2 separate regions of the Ovis aries genome follow, and region 1 is linked to region 2. Evidence: chromatin contacts called from public Hi-C data. All regions are on one chromosome and are shown on one strand. The core of a region is the stretch at or near the end of the contact, and the rest is flanking DNA. Distances in the headings are between cores, read along the strand shown.

Evidence for each region. A called contact is a pair of places that touch in the nucleus more often than the background predicts.
Region 1: a Hi-C map of blood shows a contact between it and region 2, with 2.7 times the contacts expected there. The contact joins two enhancer-like sites. A contact is called at or near these places in 3 of 16 Hi-C or Micro-C datasets (all in blood).

The regions. Positions count from the first base shown.
Region 1 is chr13:78,388,532-78,391,231 of ARS-UI_Ramb_v3.0, forward strand. No RefSeq gene overlaps it. Among named protein-coding and RNA genes, the nearest start is that of PTPN1, 150 kb to the right of the region's middle. Within about 2 kb of position 1,275, at least 7 of the 54 cell types and tissues checked have an H3K27ac peak or open chromatin away from gene starts, as enhancers often do.
Region 2 is chr13:78,324,447-78,327,146 of ARS-UI_Ramb_v3.0, forward strand. LOC114117526 (a long non-coding RNA gene) reads left to right here. Exons shown (of 2, transcript XR_006055750.1): 1 at 1-2,700. Among named protein-coding and RNA genes, the nearest start is that of CEBPB, 99 kb to the left of the region's middle. Within about 2 kb of position 1,260, at least 25 of the 54 cell types and tissues checked have an H3K27ac peak or open chromatin away from gene starts, as enhancers often do.

The DNA of each region.
Region 1 (2,700 bases), core at 25-2,524, 64 kb after region 2:
AAAAGACAGACAGTAGCAAGCACTGGCGAGGATTGGGAGCCATCGGAACCCCCACACTCTGTTGGAGGGATTGTAAAAACGATGCAGCCAATTGGAAAACAGTCTGGTGCTTCCTTGAAAGATTAAACACAGAGTTACCATATGACCCAGGAAGCCCACGCCTGGGTATATCCCCAAGAGAATTGAAAACATGTGTGGCTTCCCAGGTGGTACAGTGGCAAAGAATCCACCTGCCAGTGTAGGAGATGCAAGAGACATGGGTTCGATCCCTGGGTTGGTAAGATCCCCTGCAGTAGGAAATGGCAACTCACTCCAGTATCCTTGCCTGGGAAATCCCATGGACAGAGGAGCCTGGGGGCTGCAGTCCATGGGGTCGCAGAGTCAGACACGACTGCGTGACTGAGCAGGCACACACATCCACACGAAACCTTGCACATGAACATTCATGACCGGACTCTTCATAGAAGGCAGAAAGGTGGGAATGATCCAGGTGTCCATCAGCTGAGAACTGGATCAGAGTGTGGTTCGGCCATACAACGGACACCACTTAGCATTAAGAAGGAATGAAGCGGAACTTCCCTAGTGGTCCGGTGGTTCAGAATCTGCCTTCCAAGGCAGGGGACTCAAGTTTGATCCCTGGGTAGGGAATTAAGATCCCACTTGCAGAGGGGCAACTAAGCCCCTGCACCACAGTTCGTGAGTCCGCGTGCTCTGGAGCCCGTGAGGCACAACTAGACAGGCCGAGCCCGCAACCAGAGAGACACCAGGGTGCAGGAATGAAAGATCCCCCAGGCTGCAGCGAAGGGCCATCCTGCCGCAGCTGAGACCCGACTCAGAGGCACCGATTCATGACTCACGGTGGACGAACTTTGCAAACATGATGCCAAGTGAAAGAAGTCAGACACAGAGGGCCATATACTGTCTGATTCCATTCATATTAAACATCCAGAAGAAGCAAATCTATTGAAGCAGAAAGTTGATCCGGAGTTGCCAGGGGTTGCAGGGAGGGGGAGTGGGAAATGACTGCTCACGGGTTGGGGAGGTAGAATGGATGGTGGTGATGGTTGTACCAACCACAGATGTGCTCAGAACCACTGAACTGCACATGTTGTATGGTATGGGTGTTATATATCAAAGTTGGTAACATTTAAACACGTTTGCATAATAGAGCTCAGAGCCAACCACAAGCCACGCTCTTCCACTCCCTGGTTGAGGAGGTCAGCCTCAGCTGCCCGGATGTTCAGCTACCTGGAACGCCAGGTTCCCACAGAGTGCTTGGGGCTGCCCCAGAAGACAGAATTTCCCCCCTGGGGCTCAGCGGCGCCCTGGTGGAGGGTGCTGTTCCCGACACTTCCCTTTTTGCTCTTTTTAAAAATAAACAATGAGATGCAAGCCGAGAAAAGTTCTGTTTGATAACCTCTAGCCCCAAATACGGAGAAGGCAATGGCAACCCACTCCGGTACTCTTGCCTGGAAAATCCCATGGGTGGAGGAGCCTGGTAGGCTGCAGTCCAAGGGGTCGCTAAGAGTCGGACATGACTGAGTGATTTCACTTTCACTTTTCACTTTCGTGTGTTGGAGAAGGAAATGGCAACTCACTCCAGTGTTCTTGCCTGGAGAATCCCGGGGACGGGGGAGCCTGGTGGGCTGCCATCTATGGGGTCACACAGAGTTGGACCCGACTGAAGTGACTTAGCAGCAGCAGTAGCCCCAAACAAGAAGGAAACAGAGCCAGGTGAGCGTGTGGTTCAGACCAGCTCCAGAGCCCAGCAGGCCAAGTCCAGCACAGTCCGCTGTGTCTGTGTGTGAAGTTTCTGGAATCTGGTGCCTGTGCGTGGCAGGGTGGGGGCTGTTTTCCTGCCCTCTTCCTCCTCCCTCCCTCACCTCTGTGAAGAAGAGTTGGAAGCCTGTGAGCACAAAAAAGATGGCCGTGGTCCTGGAAGGGCAGGCTGGGCAAGGAGCCATTGCTCTCTGACCCCGTGGACCTGCAGGGATAGAACCCCTCAGCAGTCAGGCCAGGACAGAGGAGTTAGGAAGGACACCAATAGCCCCCAGGAGAAAGTTCGAGCCTTTTCTTGGGGCAAGAGAGGCAGTCTCCAGGTCAAGAAGGGGCCTATGCAGAGAAGACAGTCGTGGGAAGAGACCAGGTGTGAAAATCCCGAGTGGCTCTAGAGGCCATGTGACCTGAATCCTGGCTAGGTTTGTGACCGGCTAGTGCCCCTTCCCTCGTGGACCAGGGGCTGGGGACTTAGTGTGCTCAGCGAGGCCGGGGGAGGCACAGTCTCTGCAACCCCAGAGTTGAAGTTCTAGCAGGAGAGACAGGCGATGAGGGATAAGCCACATACCCAGCTCGGAATGCCATAGGGGAAGAATCTTTGGGACCTCGACGCAGGATGAGGAACCAGAGAGAATCAGGGTGGTGTTTTAGATGGGATGGTCAGGGAAGGCCTGTATGAGGAGGTGGCATTTCAGCTAAAAACTTGAGAGAAGTCATATTTGAGGCAGAGGAACTGTAAGTGCAAAGGCCCTGAGGCAGGGAAGCACCTGGCGTGACCGAGGCCACTGCTCCTGGGACCACGAAGGGAAACTGACGAGGCCAGGAATGTCCCGAGGGGCCAGGCAGGGCCTTGTGGGCTCTAGTGAGGATTTCGGTCTTACTCCAAGGTGGGAGCCATGGAGCCCTGATCTGGTCTAGACGCTA
Region 2 (2,700 bases), core at 10-2,509:
CAGAAGGGTGCTTGTGAGTGTCCTGTCCTGCCCACTACCTGCTGCCTTTTCCCCTCATCCCAGAAGAGTCATCTTAGGTGAGATGCAAGAACGAGTCACTTGTGTTGGTGCCTGTGGAACGCCCAGCACTGCGTGGAGGGCTGCTGGGGTGTCAGCTCACTCGTCCCTGCTGTCAGGGGTATGAGGGAGGTGTTTCCACAATCCCCATCGTACAGAGGACGTGGAGGCCCAGAGAGGTTAAACATCACACCGAAGGTCACACAGCTAGGAAGCAGCAGAGCGGAACTGGGGCCCAGAGCAGTCCAAGCCCACAGTCCTTGTCCTCCCTCGCTTCTTACGTGCTCGCGCCAGGTCTGGCTCTGAGTGATTTGAATACAATCATCACGTTTGTCAGAGGGGTAAACTGAGGCTCTGAGAGATGGAGGCACTTGCATGAGGTCGTGCAGTCGGAAGGGGCAAAGTCAAGGTTTGAATTCTTGGATCCAGTTGAGCCTGGAGCCCACTTTCCTTCCACCAAGTAATATAGCTGCTTGTCTTTCTGGGCCTCTATGAGGATAATGTCCACCTCATGGGGTCCACATGAGGATCAGCTCAGTGCCTAGTGGATAGTAGGTGCTTTAAAGATGATGGCTGTGATTATTGTGCAAACGTGGCTGCACATTAAATGAGTGAATTCACAGCAGGCACTTAGAGTGGAGCCCAAGTACCACTTCGTGTCTAACGGTGCGTTGCATGTGCTCACAAACTGCTAGAATATGTATTATCACTTTTAGAGGACCCACCATGGGGACAGCCTCACAGCCAGCCAAACCTGCTCCCTTCCCAACCTGCCTTCTCCCACGAGCTTGTCTCTTCATCCGACCAACTGGCCAGAGTCCGGGGCAGGATCTGGAGGCGAAGAGGATGCAGAGTTTCCTGCCTGTTAGTCAGAGGGGCACTGAGAGCCCTAGACAGTGAGTCCAGAATCCTGAGCCGGAGCCCTGGCCCTGCTGTGCGGCCTCTGGCAAGTGCCTTGCCTTTTCTGAGCCTCAGGTTGGCCTTGCGTTGGCAGAGCCTGGGCCACGCTGCCCTGGGAGGTGCCAGCCTTGCACAGGGATCAGGGCGGCTCCTGGGCCCCCTTTGGCCACCAGTCCCCACCTCCTGCCTCCCGAGCTGCAGGCCCGCCCGGCTCAGCCGTGACGACCAACCAGCCAATCTGTTTACTGAACTGGCTGACCCCTTCCGGGAACTCGGCCCAAGCTTCCCAGAACTCGGGTATTAATGACCCGGAGCCACATGACAGAGCATGACACAGCACTTTTGGGCGCAAGGCAGGGCCCAGAGGGGTGCGTGGGGGGCCACAGCCCAGCCCCCTGGAGGCCAGCTGGCCGGTGAGTCACTGCAGCCTCCGGCGGCTTCCCGATCCCGCCACCCTGCCGCCCTCCCCCAGCCCCAGGTCCCCCTCCCCTGCCAGGGCCACTTTAGGACCCCTGGACCTTTGCCCCAGTGACCTAGAAGAAGTCTTGGGTGATCAGGACTGCCCTCTGGAGTTACAGACAGGGAAAGTGAGCCCCAGAGGCCTGGAGTAAATAACAGCAAGCACTTATGAGGCGCTTAGTGTGTGCGAGGCATTGGGCAAATATTTTATTCTACCCTCGCCACAACCCAACGTGCTAGATGGGGAAACTGAGGCCCAGAGGGTGTGCAGCAGGGTGGGGCAGCAAGGAATCTGAGCAGCTCTGTTGGACCCTGCAGGATCTCCTTTCATTTCCTCAACACCCTGGCGAGGGAGAGACGGTGGCGTCTATTTCCCAGTGGGGAAACCGAGGCACAGAGGGGCTGGGTCCCCTGCCCGAGGGCTCAGTGCTCTGCCTCCAGGATCCTTGCTTGGAGCCGGATGCATCGGGCGCATCGCTAGGGCGCACTTCATGTCTGTGCACTGACCAGCCCAGGTGGGCGCTCATGCGGGCATCCCCTGGAGCTCACGCGGGCATCCGTTGGAGCTCACGCAGGCATCCGTTGGAGCTCACGCAGGCATCCCTTGGAGCTGTGTTCGAATGCCTACTGTGCCTTTCTCTGGCGACACCATGGCCTGGGCCCGGCACATGGCTGCACTGCGCTCGGCAGCCTCCCTGGTGGAGGGTGATTGTGGTGGTCCTGACCTGGCAGGGCAGCCCTTGAGGCTGTGCCGTGGAGCTGAAGTGACACCTGGCCGCCCGGCTCCATGGATGCCAACTTGGGCATCTATATCTTCTCCGGAGCTGGGTTAGGGTCAGCCTCTGGGCCCCACGGCCACCTCCCACTCCCTGTGCCGCCCAAGGGCACGGTGAGGGCGGAGGTTTTTATGAGGCTGGGAACCAGACAGACTCTGGGGCTCAGAGGGGCCTGCTGGCGGCGGCAGTGCGGCTGCCTGGTTCCCAGCCCCTGAACTTTGGGCTGGGGGCCGCTCGGGTCAGGGGTGGGTGGTGCAGGAACGAGGCAGGGACGGCCAGCACTTTGATGTCTTCTCTTCATTCCATGCCTGTTGCTCGAGCACCTACTGTATACCAGGCTCTAGGAGACCCAGCGAGGTCTCCTTCTGCATTCTGGTGGAAGAGACAAGATCAGTTGAGCAAGCCCAGGAACAGAGAAGATCATTTCAGCGGGGGAGAAGCCCCATGACCGAAACACACAGGGGTGTTCGGGAGCTTCATGGATCAGAGAGGGCTTCTCTGAAGAGGT